Regions from separate parts of the Mus musculus genome. Here regions 2, 3 and 4 are each linked to region 1. A link is a contact called in public Hi-C and HiChIP or PLAC-seq data. All regions are on one chromosome and are shown on one strand. Each heading gives the region's core, a stretch centred on a gene start, on an enhancer-like site or on the middle of the called end of the contact. The rest is flanking DNA. Distances are from core to core; before and after follow the strand shown.

What was found. A called contact is a pair of places that touch in the nucleus more often than the background predicts. HiChIP or PLAC-seq counts read pairs in DNA pulled down with a chosen protein or histone mark.
Region 2: an H3K4me3 HiChIP or PLAC-seq map of neural progenitor cells shows a contact between it and region 1, with 3 times the contacts expected there. The contact joins the enhancer-like site here to the promoter of Serpine2 in region 1. A contact is called at or near these places in 4 of 39 promoter capture datasets (the 3T3-L1 cell line, hippocampal neurons and liver), 15 of 484 Hi-C or Micro-C datasets (DN2 thymocytes, Sertoli cells, Th1 cells and 12 more), 3 of 115 datasets of contacts at active chromatin or transcription factors (embryonic stem cells, neural progenitor cells and stem cell-derived neural progenitor cells) and 1 of 9 other capture datasets (adipose tissue).
Region 3: a Hi-C map of olfactory sensory neurons shows a contact between it and region 1, with 6 times the contacts expected there. The contact joins the enhancer-like site here to the promoter of Serpine2 in region 1. A contact is called at or near these places in 3 of 484 Hi-C or Micro-C datasets (the HL-1 cell line, macrophages and olfactory sensory neurons) and 2 of 9 other capture datasets (liver and pancreatic islet).
Region 4: a contact with region 1 is called in a Hi-C map of cerebral cortex, with 2.2 times the contacts expected there. The contact joins the enhancer-like site here to the promoter of Serpine2 in region 1. A contact is called at or near these places in 19 of 484 Hi-C or Micro-C datasets (Sertoli cells, Th1 cells, brain and 13 more), 3 of 115 datasets of contacts at active chromatin or transcription factors (astrocytes, cardiomyocytes and neural progenitor cells) and 3 of 9 other capture datasets (adipose tissue, liver and pancreatic islet).

What each region holds. Positions count from the first base shown.
Region 1 is chr1:79,857,036-79,860,557 of GRCm38.p6, forward strand. Serpine2 (serine (or cysteine) peptidase inhibitor, clade E, member 2) reads right to left here and starts at 1,630. Exons shown (of 9, transcript NM_009255.4): 1 at 1,476-1,630.
Region 2 is chr1:79,801,365-79,804,886 of GRCm38.p6, forward strand. Serpine2 (serine (or cysteine) peptidase inhibitor, clade E, member 2) reads right to left here. Exons shown (of 9, transcript NM_009255.4): 5 at 1,483-1,681; 6 at 92-192. Among named protein-coding and RNA genes, the nearest start is that of Gm39666, 15 kb to the left of the region's middle. Within about 2 kb of position 1,842, at least 19 of the 459 cell types and tissues checked have an H3K27ac peak or open chromatin away from gene starts, as enhancers often do. A contact at or near this core is called in Sertoli cells, bone marrow-derived macrophages and neural progenitor cells, where this site is marked.
Region 3 is chr1:79,896,004-79,899,525 of GRCm38.p6, forward strand. No RefSeq gene overlaps it. Among named protein-coding and RNA genes, the nearest start is that of Serpine2, 39 kb to the left of the region's middle. Within about 2 kb of position 1,923, at least 2 of the 459 cell types and tissues checked have an H3K27ac peak or open chromatin away from gene starts, as enhancers often do. A contact at or near this core is called in olfactory sensory neurons, where this site is marked.
Region 4 is chr1:79,821,776-79,825,297 of GRCm38.p6, forward strand. The region is part of intron 1 of Serpine2 (serine (or cysteine) peptidase inhibitor, clade E, member 2); the gene reads right to left. Among named protein-coding and RNA genes, the nearest start is that of Serpine2, 35 kb to the right of the region's middle. Within about 2 kb of position 1,541, at least 90 of the 459 cell types and tissues checked have an H3K27ac peak or open chromatin away from gene starts, as enhancers often do. A contact at or near this core is called in Th1 cells, adipose tissue, astrocytes and 9 more, where this site is marked.

The DNA.
Region 1 (3,522 bases), core at 380-2,879:
CATGTCCAGAGAACAACTGAGTAAGTGGAGTGTGAAAACCACTGGACCTGACGTGGTCACAGAATCGAGAGTCCCCGCAGCAATACCACCACAAGAGGGGGAAAAGGCCAAAGTTCCAAACCCTGTGGGAGAAGAACTGGCTAGAAGAGGGCAGCAACTCTTCCATCCTAACCCATCTCTGACCACTGTCAAGTCGCCTATGTGTGAGGCCGAAAATTAGCATCCTTTAGAGATTCGGCAATTTCTGTCTTACTGTGCTAATTTGTCAAGTTCATGGGAGAAAATTTCTGCCTAGATTCTTTCAAAGAAGAAGGAACGATGACATCGGCTCATGACCTTCAGGAGTCACCCTTAGCTGAACAAAAATTTCAAACACTACTCTGAAAAAAACAGCTAAAACTCCATTGTTGACGGTTCCATTATCTGTGGCGAAGCTCTTGAGATTTTTTTTTTTTTTTTTTTTTTTTTTGCTTAAATGTTGCCAACAGGGTATAATTATTGTTTTAGAACCACAGAAAGTGTTCAAAGCACCTTCAATTTTTAAGTGTGCTTCAGATACACAAATCGGTAATGCTGACATTTCTCCCATTATCTGTATTCCCATTCAGATACAAAATCTCCAAAGTACAAGATGATCAGATCAATTGTTCTAGAACAGTTCAGAAAAGTAAACTGCCTCCTGGCTTGAAAGAGAAAAGTTAAACCTTCAAACACCTTTTTATGTTCATGCTAAATATAAGAACGTTCCCAGCAAAGTAGTCAAAGCAAGATCCAGCGGCGTTTGGAGATTTCTCTGGAGAGACACGCGGAGATTCTGTTTTGTTCATTAAAACACTAAAAATCCTCAACAGCACCTTCCCTAATACCTGAAGGTGGAGTGCTGTCTTATGTAATAGCAGCTTTCCCTCTCTGCTCATCGTGGGGGCAAATTAAATACCTAATTCCTCCGAGGATTTCTGAGTACTTTCACCTTACCTGGAGTCACTCACCGGCCTCGCAATTCCCTGGTCCACAGATGATGAAAATAAATAAGAAATCGCAAAGAGCTGCTACTGTATCCTAGGGACAAGCCTGTTGCAAAGGCCAGTGTGAACTGAAGTCCTTCCCCAAACCGCTGCCCACCTCCACACTGCACAGGCAAAGGTTACAAGTGAGAGCCGGTCGCCCGGGACAGGGACCCGCGCACGGGAAAAGTGTGGGGTCGGTGCTACCCGTGAGTGCCCAGTCGCCTCGGGTTCAGGGTCACGGTTTGCAGTCCTGCTGGACCCACCCCGAGCTCGGCGAGCGTTCCGTCAGCCTCCGGCACACCTGGACGCCCAAACCCTCGGGGACAGGGACGCGGGAGCCAGGAGCGCTCGCAGCGGGGCCCGAGGCGGTTCGAGAAAGTTCCCGCCCCAGCAACCGGTCGCGGTGCTGCCCCGGGGACAGTCCCCGGCTCCCCTCCGAGCAGCGGGAACCCCGCAGCTGCTACTCACCCGTCCTCGCTTGGATCCCCAGGTGGCGGCCGAAACCGGGAGGGAGATCGGCGCTGCGCGGCGGTGGGGGACAGGCGGCGGTGACGGTGACGCGTGCAGCCCGCACTCCCGTGCAACCACTGCACTAGCCGGCCGGGCCGCGCGGGGGCTTTATCGCCGCCGCCGCCCCCGCCCCTTCCTGCCTCCCCCGCCCCCCGGCCCGCCCCGCCCCGCCTTCCCGCCGCCGCCTTTGTGTGGCAGCCGGCCGCAACGTCTCTGCACCGCAGGGGACTTTAGGACGCCCCCCTGCCCGACCCGCGGTCGCCAGATGCCGCCCTCTCGCGGGGGTTGGGGGGTTCGGGTCCCCAGAAAGCTCCGGCCAGACGCGCCGGGCTCGAGGTGCGGCGCCAACCCCCGGTCGAGCTGCACGTGGATCGTCCGGATGAGCCTGTGGGGAGTGGAGAGGAGTGGGCGACACAGAAGCCAGTGGTGTGCCCCTGAGACGCAAGACGCGTCGTCTGGGGGTGTTGGGGGGGGGGTGACAGTGTGCAATCCTGCAGGTGATGGAAATAACGGAGCTAGGACGTGGAGGTCTAGAACAGGTCCTCCAGGTGCCCCAGAGTCAACTTATCCCTGCTTAGTGGATGAGCTGGCTGTGGGATTCCTAGGCACATGACAAGCAAGGACATGCAGAAAACTGACCCCTTGCTTGTGGTGATAGCATGAAGTACTCTCAGAGCTCCGAAGATCCAGGTGTTTTGAACCTACACCTTCAGCCCCTGAGACCTTATCAGACCCAAGGCCAGCAACAGATGGCTGTTATGTCCCATGGTCTGTTACCTGAGTGTCCCTTTCTGCATTCTTCAGTCCTCTGCTCAGGTTAGGTTTGTAGGGACTTTCATGGTAGTCTCTGTTGCCTTTGGTGCAACGCCCTCCCTATCAGGCCCCATGTTTGGCCCCAATGAAGAAAAAACAGCCGTAAATCTCTTTAGGGCTGTGAAATAAACTGCACCTAGTGCTAGAGCAACTCAGATCTCTGAGCAACCACACTGACACAGCTGTGTCCATGACAGACACTCCCCCACCCGTGTGTGTGAGTGTGTGTGTGTGTGTGTGTGTGTGACTTGAAAAACTGAGAGCAGCTTTCCAGATGAAGGCATTAGGGACTGAGGGTGTGGCTAGGTGGTAGGGTGCTTGCCTCAGATGCACAAGGCACTGGATTAGGGTGCAGTGCTACAGATAGGAGGGGAAGCAGATAAGAAACTACTAGAGCAGTGGTTCTCAACCTTCCTAATGGTGCAGCCCTTTAATAGGTATGGTTCCTCATGTTGTGGTGCGCCCCCCCCCCCCCATAGCACTATTATTTTCCTTCTTACTTCATAACTGTGACTTTGCTACTGTTATGAGTTGTCATATAAATATCAGTGTTTCCGGATGATCTCTGTGAAAAGGTCATTTGACCCCTCAAGGGGTCATGACTCACAGACTGAGAATCACTATACTAGAGAGCCAAGTTTGAAGTGTGAGTGAAGGCAGATGCACAGAGCTTGCTGGTTTCTCTGCATCTGCTTCTATCTCACCATCTTCATGCTGACACTGCTGATTGAGACAGTTGTAGGCACTCGACTGAGACCCCCATATACTTTGTCCAGTTCTTTCTCAGGGCTGACATTTTGCAAAGCGATTTCCTAATGTCACATGGACTGCGTGGTTTGTATCTCAAACACTATTTGCCGTTCCAAATGTTCAGGAAAGTCAACTGGTTTTGGGAGAAATGGACAAACAGCGAAGGATTTGAGTGTCTTGTAATGCAGGTCATGAACCCCCCCCCCCTTTTTTTCCCAGTTAGAGTATAAATAGGATTTAGTCCAGAAATTCTCAGCCTGGGGTCATGACCCCTTTGGAGGTCAATGACTCTTTCATAGGGGTCACATATCAGATATCCTGCCTATCAGATATTTACATTTTTGATTCATAACTGTTGCCAAGTTACAGTTATGGAGTAACAAGGAAAATAATTGTCTGGTTGGAGATCACCACAACCCGAGGAGCTGTATTAAAGGGTTGT
Region 2 (3,522 bases), core at 592-3,091, 55 kb before region 1:
GGCAACATACTCCCGATTTTCCTATTTCTTTTTTTGAGCAAAGAAGGACCTGTAACATTTTCTCAAAATTTACATTTTAAACTTGACATACTTGTTATTTTTGTAAAATTTGCCTTTGATGGCTCAAACATCTCAGTAATGCCAAGGGCTTTCAGTGGCTCCTTCAGATCTGTTTGTGCCACAGCTGTGAACCTACAGGAAAGAGAAAATATAGGGGAGGATTAAAACATGCTATAAATGATTCGAACATGACAAAATCAGGGCATAGTTTGAAACAGGCTCTTTAAGTAAGACCTTGTCGTCACTCTGAACTGCAGCCTGACTTCTAAACCTAACAGTTAAATGCCAGGTAAGTAGACAACTCACCCTCTTCTTACTCACAATGAGCATGGCCATCCAGGTGTGACAAGAAGACCATATCAGATATTTAGCTAAACATTATTGAGTGGCTTTCTAGAAGAGTACATTTAACATTTAAGATGTCTTTACTTTTATCTTTTAAATGTATAAGTATTTTTCCTATATGCATGTATGTGCCTATACATCTGGCCCCAAGGAAGCCAGGAAAGGGCATCAGATCCCCTGGAACTAGAGTTATAGATGGTTGTGTGACACCACGTAGGAGTTAAGGCAGAATCCAGGTCCCTTGCGAGATCAGTGAGGACTCTTAACCATGGAGTCACTTCTTCACCCCCTCAGGAGGAGGACTTCTGATATTTGTAGATTGCTACAAATCTACATTTGTAGATTATTACATTGACTATTCAAGACTTAAAAGTTATTAGGATTCTCTGTTTCCACTGAGGTATGGATAGAAACTCTGGATTGTGGGAAAGCTGGTAATGATGAAAAATTCACAGGAAGGAGACAGATTTCTCCCCCTCCACACACACACACACACACACACACACTGGAGAGAGAAGGTGTTCTTTGAACTGTTAGAAATGATGATGTACACAGAATTGGGTTTGCTTTTGCCCTAGTCTCCAGTCATAACATCAGAAATTCCATCTATAATTTACTTGAGGGGTATAAAAGGAAAGCTGCCTTAAATACTGATGAATACAGTCTCATGGGCCTTGGCCTTTAACAGCTTCCAGTAGGTACCTGAAGGATCAGTGAAGTTTGTTGTCTCACCAAGCTCCTTCGACTACTGTGTTCTAATCCATTCCATATGAAGATATGTATGTATTTTTCAATTCTCCAATGGAAAGAGATATGTCAAAAGTTGTCACAGAGTCATGAAGACTTTGCCCTCATGGGGGTTCTAAGGCCAGGGCTGCCCGCTCTCCTTTAGTATCCTTGTTGTCTCACCACAAACAGGCACTGCAGGGTCTCAGAGAAAGCATTCAGAAAAGACAGCCTGGTTCTCTCTAAAGCACATTTTCCATAAGACCATCTTAGCACCCCGTTTCTAGTATACAATATGACAGCTATCCCCTGAGAAGAACATCCTTTCTTTTTAAGGGAAGGGGCACTCACTTGGGTAGGACCAGCTGCATCCTCTTGGGTACCATGGTGTTCATCCAGCTATCAATGGTCTTGGTAGTGATGTGAGGGATGATGGCAGACAGTGGGGTGGAGCTCTCTGTTGGCAGGGCGATCAGCATGCTGATGCTCTCACCATGGTAGGGCAGCTCAATGAAGTTGTACCATAAGCCATTCGGGGTCCTGGTAGACCCTAAAGAAACCAGAGGCAGATCTAGTTTATGCCTAATGACTTCTGTGGGGGGGAGGGGGGATGGCTGGCGGTCACCAAGGAAGCCGTAGGAGAGAGACAGTAATTCAGCCTGTAAAACTCCCTTTGCTACAAATAGCTCCCTCAGAAGGACAAAGATAAGGACAATGACTTCTTTCTTCCCTGGTGCAGAATTCTCTGTCTTCAGTCTAGACAGAATGCCTCTGGGCACCGCTAAGCTCACTTTCATTCTGCTGAGTTGAATGTAAGTAGACGATTAGACTGTTCGGTACTCGCCGCACAGTTCTTCGTAAGAAGTTAACCTTTATACGAGAAAAAGAATAAATTAAAGCTACTTTTGAGCTTGCTTTGTTTTTTTGTTTTTTTTTTTTGTTTTGTTTTGTTTTGTTTTTTTTTTTACATTCTACTTTGTTTTAGAAAATACATGGTATTGTATTTAAGGTATACAATATGACAGTTAGGGCAGGACACGGTAAAAGCATTTCTACGGTAGAGCCAATTAGCATGCCCATCATTCCTCATAGTTTCCGGTTTTTAAACAAAAAAAGGAGGGAGCTAAGTGAGTGGCCCGGTTTCTTCTCTCTTTCTCAAGTGCAGATGCACTATGACCAGCTAACTCAAACCACTGCCACCACAAATTATAGGTATAAATAGACTATATCCTCAAACCACAAGCCAAAACGAAACCCTTCCTGCCTTTAGCTGCCTTTGTCAGGAATTTTCTTATAGCAACAAGAAAAGGAACTCACACAGCAACAGAGAACGGCCAGAGACAGCAACTGTGCAGTATGACCGCAGAGCAGTCAAAAAGTCCTTGTTGGCATTCTAAACCGATGGGACAATTTCTCAAGTGTGTGTTAAGCACTGAACCTCTAAAGATGAACTCCATGAGCTTGAGGAGGTACCATGTTCTCCCCATGCCATCCGTCTATACAGATGGAAATATCGGAATATTAAAGTATGGACCACGAGGTTGCTGAGATGATCAAATGAAAAAAAATTATAGATGCAGTAGTAACCAGGGTGCCCATGGGGCCCCCCCTTTCTTCCCCTATATGAAGTACAACAAAGAGAAAAGAGGCAACATGTTCGTAGTATTTTCACTCGTTTTTTCTTGGTGGCTGGCCTTGTTTGTTTGTTTTTGAGGCAATGTTTCACTGTATAACAGCCCTGGCTATCCTGGAACTCGCTCTGTAGACCAGGTTAGCCTCGAATGCACAGAGATCTCCCCGCCTCTGCTTCCTGAGTTCTGGGATTAAGAGTGTACACCACTACAAGCTGGAGAATTTTGAACAGGCCACACCTCCAGAGAAGAAGAAAGGAGATCAAAGAAAGAAAGAAGACAGCAAGAGGTAGAAAGTTAGCAAGCCCTGTTCTGTCACAAGCACTTTTAGCTATAAAACACCATCAGCTGAAGGCGCTAGAAGAGCTGCTGCCATCATATTCCAGGGACAGCTGGGATCTCTTCTCCCCAAGCAGAGATTGCACTGGGTTGTAGGACAGCCAAGGAACCCAGTGCCATCGGTCTCAGCTCTGAATTGCTGTGAGCTCACACCAGTCTCGATTCCAGGCCGGGACTACCCAAGAAGCAAAATGAATATACTTCGTCTTTACTTTTAGCCTGAGTGATAAAACGGTCTCAGTAGAAACTGAAAACTCAATGAGAAAGTGGGAAAATACCCCCCACTTCCTAATGAGCCCTTTAATCCTCAAAGAAGACATCAAGTCTCTGGCTCTAATGGGGCTAATTTTTAGAAACTGTGAAATGCAGGAAGTAGTTATTAAATTATTGCTCTGGGGCAGAAAAGGAAGACCTGGAGAGA
Region 3 (3,522 bases), core at 673-3,172, 39 kb after region 1:
CCAGTAATCAAACTGTGCCAGAAAAATCCAGAAAGGTTATTTTGAATTTGACAGGATATGAAGGTTTTTTTTTTCTTTATGGCCAAGTTAGATCTGTAGAATTTTTCAGCCAAACCACAATGCTATAATTCAAAACAACACAAGGCTGATAAAGAGTAAGATGATTCAGTCGTCATAAGGGAAATAAGATTCTTTAAAAGAATAGCCAGGGAGCTGCTGGGCTGTAAGAGGAAAGGTTGTCATAGGCAGGTATTCTCTTTTAGAAAGATGTATTAAATAGGTCAAATCTCCATCATCAGTAACAGTAAATGTGCATGCTCTCCTACACACAAAAGAGCTGTGATCCATGTATTCTTATTCAAGGGCATTTCTAAATTTTCTTCTGCTAGAATTTCAAAATAGGAAAATCCACTTGTGGCTTCTCTAAGAGTAATAATGTTTTTTTCTGTCTTTAGGAAAACTCATACAAAGCTTGTTGTTGTGTCATGCATGGATTATACAACACAGAAATAATGTATTCCCTGGAAGAACAATAGTACTGCTGGCATTGACTTTGCTCTTTCTGTAGACCAGGAGCAAGACCCCGAGCTGGGAGCTTTCCATATAAGGGTATTCACTCTATGGCCAGTCTTACTGCACAGGCAAGCAGATTAAGCCTCAGAAAGGGTAGATACTTCTCACAAGGTCATACAGCAGAGTCATATGTGCTAGGATTCAGATCTAAATCCCATGTTTGCAGCAGCACCCTCTGTAATGAAATGTGAATATGTGGAAATTCATATGTCTGAGGAATAACCAGTTTTGGAGAGGATGGCTGTGATCTATGGGAATCACTAGGTTGTCATTGAAATTTAGATAGATAAATTGGGAAAGAATACTGTGAAAAGAATGAAGATGTGTTGTTGAGCAAAGAAGGCACACTGCAGGTTTACAAAGGGCTTCAAGCCACCCCTCCTATCTGCACTACAAGAACAGTGATCAGAGTTTGTATGTATTAGAGAAGAACATGTCTGACAACATGTAGGGAATGAATACAGCCCTCCAGAAAAATGTGTCCCATCTCTAAATCCTAGAACCTCATGATATAATCATATTTGGAATAAGGCTCTTTGAAGGTGCAAATCTCCAGATGAGGCCATCCTAGACCTGAGTGGATTTTTAAAATTTGAATGAGGGGTCATTGTAAGTGACAGAAAGAGAGAACACACACATACACTCAGAGAGAGAGAGACAGACAGACAGACACACAGACAGACACACAGACACACAGAGAAACAGAAAGACAGAAAAGCAGAGACAGAGACAGAGGTGAGACAGAGAAGAGGTCATGTGAAGACAGAGAGGGACAATGGAGAGTTACATCTTTAAGCCAAGGAACACCAAGGATTGCAGACAAGCTCTCCCAACAGTTTTCAGAATGAACTAACTTTGTTAATGCCTTGACTCTGGACTTCTAATCTCCCATTCTATGGGAGAACACATTTTGATTGTTTTACCTTAAAGTCCATGGTGATCTGTTATAGTAGCCCCTGGTGACAAATACCAAGTTTCTCTCATAGCTGTCATTGAGGATCTACTTCCTATAGCTCAGATTCCACTCGGGACGTTCTGATTTAGATGATGGAAATATATCCCCTAATTCTGACATCTTTGCATGTGTATTCATGTGTGTCTGCATATATGTAGCTATGCACACATGTGTGTAACTGTCTATGTAGAGGCCACAGGTTGAGATCATGTATTTTCTTTGACAGTTCTTTACTTTATATCTTGAGTCATGGCATCCCACTTGCTTTGAGGATGCTGCCTCTATGTTCTAAAAGCTGGCACTATAGGCAGGCTGGTGTGCCTACCTGGCATTTACCTGAGTGCTTGGGATCTAAACTCTGGTCCTCACATGTGCATGGCAAGCATTTCACTCACTGAGCTGTCCCCATAGGCTCCATTGTGCACTCTCTCTCTAGTGAGTTTTTATTTAGTTGTTGTCAAGTAGGTGTAACTGCCGTGAAAAACCAGACCATTACTTTGGATTCCGTGCCAATTCATCACAAATTTTCTTTTAAGTCATCTTGGACTCTAAGTGTTCACAGATTGTTTAATCTTGATTTCCTGGTCAATAAACTGGAACTGTGGTGGTGACGGTTGTAGTGGTTGTTCCCCTCCCCCACTATTAGGCAAGAGAGTGGGTACTCTGCATCTAAGAAGTGTGAGGTGAACCCAATATGAGTTACGGGTAACCCAGATACTTTGATGTTCATTTCTACCACAGTTGTTATGGATTTATCTGTTGATGTTAAAGAAGTTATCATGATCACATAAAGGGTTACTGATCTGCCATGAAAATATGACTCAGACTAATGATGTAATGCCCTGTGGGTACCTTCTGTAAACCTGCTATGGAAACAAAGCCCAGAGTGCTTAGAAGATGCTCTGAGATAGACCTTTAGTGTTGCCACAGACTCAAAAACACACACCATGCATCTGTAATGAGAGCAGAACCACTTTCCCCCAGTGGGTTGGACTCCCAATCTAAGCTGCACTCACAGGTTCCTTGGGGCAAGCTGCACTTGAATGTAATGCACCAAATATAAGGAAGTAAAAAAACAAACACAAACCAAAAACCCCCACCCATACTAGTTTAGTTCCCATCTGTGCGCCTTCAAAACCCAATGCCAGCCCTGCACATTTGTTTCTTGCTCCACTGTTGTCTTAGAGGGTTTATGTTGTGATTCCTATGATATTTCACCCCACCTATGTCTTTAAAACATTTTCTGCTTTTACTAGGAATGGGGAGACATGCTAAGCATCCAACAGGGGAAGGAACAGTGTTCTTTCTTTACTTGTGAATGCATAAAATGTATCCCCAGTTTTTCTCATTCATTCAACTCCCTCATCAAATATGTATTGATGATGTCTTTTAGAGATTGTAGAAATAGCAGTGATTAAAACAAAGTCTCTCCTCATGGACCACACACACACACACACACACACACACACACACAGAGAGAGAGAGAGAGAGAGAGAGAGAGAGAGAGAGAGAGAGAGAGAGAGGGAGAGAGGGAGGGAGGGAGGAGATACTAACAAAACACACATAATAGATAAATTAGAATCATGCAGGTAGTGATACAGGTGTGGAGAAAGTTCACTACAAGAGGTAGATATGGTGCTGCCATAAACACCACAGGTAGAAGGCTGCAGCAATGGAAATTCATTCTCTCACTGTCTTAGAGGCTGGAAGTCCAAGGTCAGGGTACTGCTCCATTTACTTCCTAGAGAGAGCTTTCCTCCTGGTTTGTAGATGAATTCTTGCTGTATCCTCACATATTGTGTGGGCAGGTGGAGGAGAGAAAGAGGGAACAGGAATGAGAGAGAGAGAGAGAGAGAGAGAGAGAGAGAGAGAGAGAGAGAGAGAGAGATGTTCCACTGTCTCTTCTTACACAGGCATTGATGCCATCAGGTTAGGGCTTTACCCTTAGGGTTGTTTAATCCTAATCGCTGACTTCTGACAGCAGTTGGCACCAT
Region 4 (3,522 bases), core at 291-2,790, 35 kb before region 1:
AATTCTTGAAACTGTCAATCATATAAAGCATTACTTCCAAGGGTCTTCTATATGCCAAGCTCTTTTCTAAGTAGTAGGCAGACAACTGTAAATCTGATGGGTATGACCCTGGTCTTTCTCAGCCTGTCCTTCTAGAGGGGCATGGAGAAAATAAGCCAGAAAGCTATTAGGTAACTTCAGAGAAGACAAAAAGCCAGGATCATAAAGCAAAGTGATGTGGGTAAAAGAAGGGCCAGGGGAGGGTCTCGTCATAGGGAATGCCACCTCTGCGGTAGGAACACAGTCGAAGACAACTGAAGATTGAGAAAAGCACCAGCCATGCATGGACGAGGGAAGGGAGAGCCAAGCGAAAGGGCAGCAGCACAAAGGGCCTGGAGGAACAGTTGGGCCGTGTGACAGACGCCAAGGTAGACCCATAGCAAGGGTCACAGGAGACCATGTGGAGAGTTTTAAACAGAGGGGATTTTCTTAGGACCACACAGACTTGATTCTTTCACTGTACCACACACAGTGGCCTGTTAATTAAAACAAATTTCGGTGGTAGCTTTAAAGCTACAACAGGGCAGAACAATTGGTAAATCCATAAACGGTACGGATGGCATTGCTTCCACTGAGAACTTCAATTACGGCTGTTTGCTTTTAAATATGCTTCAGTCCTTGATTGGCACTGACAGGGCTTTCTCTGCCTACGACAGGAGGCAGGAGTTTATGTGTATTTATGGGAAAGCAAATACTTCCATTAAGTTAGACCTCCACAGCAGCACTTAGTGAAAACAAAGGCAGAATTTGTGATGTTGCTAATTTGCTCCCTACTTTAGAGGCCTGAGGATTTACCAAGGCACAAATCTCCCCGGGAGCTAATTTGATCCCCTTGTCACCTGTGGAAGGTTACAGAGGGAAGTCATTGAAGAGACAGGTGACCAGGAGTGAGTGGAAATCAGTGACCTCGTGGGAAAAGAAAGACTGAGGGCAGAGCTGGGTAAACTGCTTCTTGCTGCCTTCTGGTCCGTGTTTTGGGAATTTCCCACACTATGCATGGCTGACCCCCAAAAACCACTTGTGGGCTTAAGCCCCAGGGACGAGGAGAGCAATTCTGAATTTTATTATTTTTCATTGCATCAAACCAGAGTTCACTGAAAGAGGTTGAGGTAATGCTTGTATTGAGTCATGAGCGTCCCAGTGAACTCCAACATTTGTCCGAGGAAATGCCATCATCTAGGTGGGGCTAGGAATGTCAGCACAAACAGAACCCCCGACCTGGCTATCAACATGTAATGAGCCACTAAGGATGTACCATTCAGGCACATGTTGTAATTTTCTTACACGTTGTGAAATAGGTCCCTTCTAAAAGTTCTCAACAGTTGGGGCTTCTCCAGAGCTTAGTTGTAAAAATAATTGTATAAACTCAGCCTGTCTGAATTCACAATCTGTAAGTGACCTACATACGCTCCCACGTAGCCCTCTACTGTGGTCAGTGGTGGCCGTATTTTGACTCTGGCACCTTGGACCGGTTCTAATACCATGACAATTGCTCGAGTTTCCTGGAGCCTGTTGGACCTTGGAGGGCTTCCAAGCACTGACCATGGGAGCTTTGCTCACTGCTCCTACAAGCTAGCCCAGATTTTCCTTCTTCACTTTCTCCCCGTGGGGGTCGAGTTTCCTTTTTGAAACTTGACATACCACAAACGAATTGCAGATACAGAGAATGTGTAGAATCCTTGTATCCACCAACCTTGTCAATTTCTGATACTGACTCCTAAGAAACTCTGTTGGGTCAGGGAATGTTTGAATAAATGGTTGGGTTTGTACACCCAAAAGGCACAAAAGAACATGTTGTTTTTGTCACTGGTAGCTGAAAGCTGAGGGGGTGGGGGTGGGGGTGGGCGGGTGCTGAGGAGGACAAAAGGAAGTAAAGATCTTAAGAGTCCCAATATCTTGGCATCAGCATGCATAGTCTCCCAAACAAAGTTACTCTAGTTACCAGAACTTTGCTCAGTTATGACTTTTTTTCTTTTTAAGAACAGTTTCATTATACTGGGGGTGTTTTTCTTGGTTTCTTTGATGGGGGAAGTTTTTGAAAGATGTCCACATTCGGCTTCTTAAATGCACACTGGGCAGTTTCCAGGCTGTGTGAATCTTGGAATCAGGGCTATTATTGATGGATGGCCAAATTTTCTCCAATATAAACTCACCTGGCTTGTACACACGTCTAAGTTCATGAGCCTGGAGGAGAGGGATGGATCCGTAACTCGCTCCAGGCTTGCATAAGTGCTAATAACGAATGATACTCCTATGCCCAGAGAGGCCAGTTTACACGAAATAAGTGTGGCAAGTTTTAAAAGGCTTCGTCTCAAGAACAGGGAGAGCCCAGCCATGGAAGAACGCAGCAACTTCCTGCTTACTTTCACTTTTAAAAGAAATCACTCTTCAAACTTTAGTATGAGAGAAAGACTAAGTGTGTGGCCCAAATGTACCGAGAACTGTGGATACACAGGTTTATAAATCTGTTCTCGACTGTCTCAATTTCTTGAATAACGTTTTTACAGCAATAAAAAGCAATTCACGTGCTTTAGGCTATCACTGAGGGAGATCATATGCCTACCAATAAAGCTGCTGCCACAGGCACAGCCTTCCAAATGCTGGCTTTCTCCTGCTCCAAGACTTTCTCCCTTCCCAGTGAGGGGAATGTTCCTGAAGTAATTGGGTAGTGCTCTGAGTGTTAAGCATGGCTTAGCGCGGTAAATAATGGGCTGCTAGCTTTGCAAATGCCAGACTCAAAATGCATACTTGAAAATGTGTCACTTGCCCATGGCAGACGTGAGGGAAAAGCATGCCATAGACCCTATGGCTTCAACTGTCACTTCTACACAGGCAGAGCTGAAATTTCTGCTCATTTCACTCTCAAGCTTTCGGCGGCTTGCTCCCACATTTCCGTTTGATTGGTCATGGCACTCCTTTGACCTGGGTGGGATGGGATCCTCCATCGGTGGGCTATAGAGACCATCAGTTTCCCAGTTCTCCTCTTTGGGGGCTCTTAATGGCCCTGGGCTTCCCTTTACTTTTCTGTTGTTCAGTTAGAGATGAGCAGAACTCTTTCAACTCTTCCAGTGTTTTAAGCCTTCCCTGATTGCCTCTGATGGCTTCTTCACCCCCTTCTCTGCATACATTATCCCTCTCTGCATCTCTCACTTGGCTTCTTTTCAAATTATCCCACCTCCTTCCCATTAGTCAGGAAGCTCACAGAAAAAAAAAGAACCAGTGGCCTTTAGAGTCCTGGGGCCCACAGGGTCTATTTAGAGCTGTATCATGGGTATGCACTAAATCAGAGGCAGAAGTGAGGGTAATCCCACTGCTCAGAGCTTGGTTTGAAGTGTAGCGTTTCCAAAATATTTTAGGAAACTAAAATTCAGGAGACAGCACATTCAAGTCTGGATTTAGAGTTACAGGAAATGTGAAAAAAGAGAGGGCTAGTTCTGTTGGGGCCCCAGTCTCACCACAAATGTCCTGTTTCAGGGCTGCCTC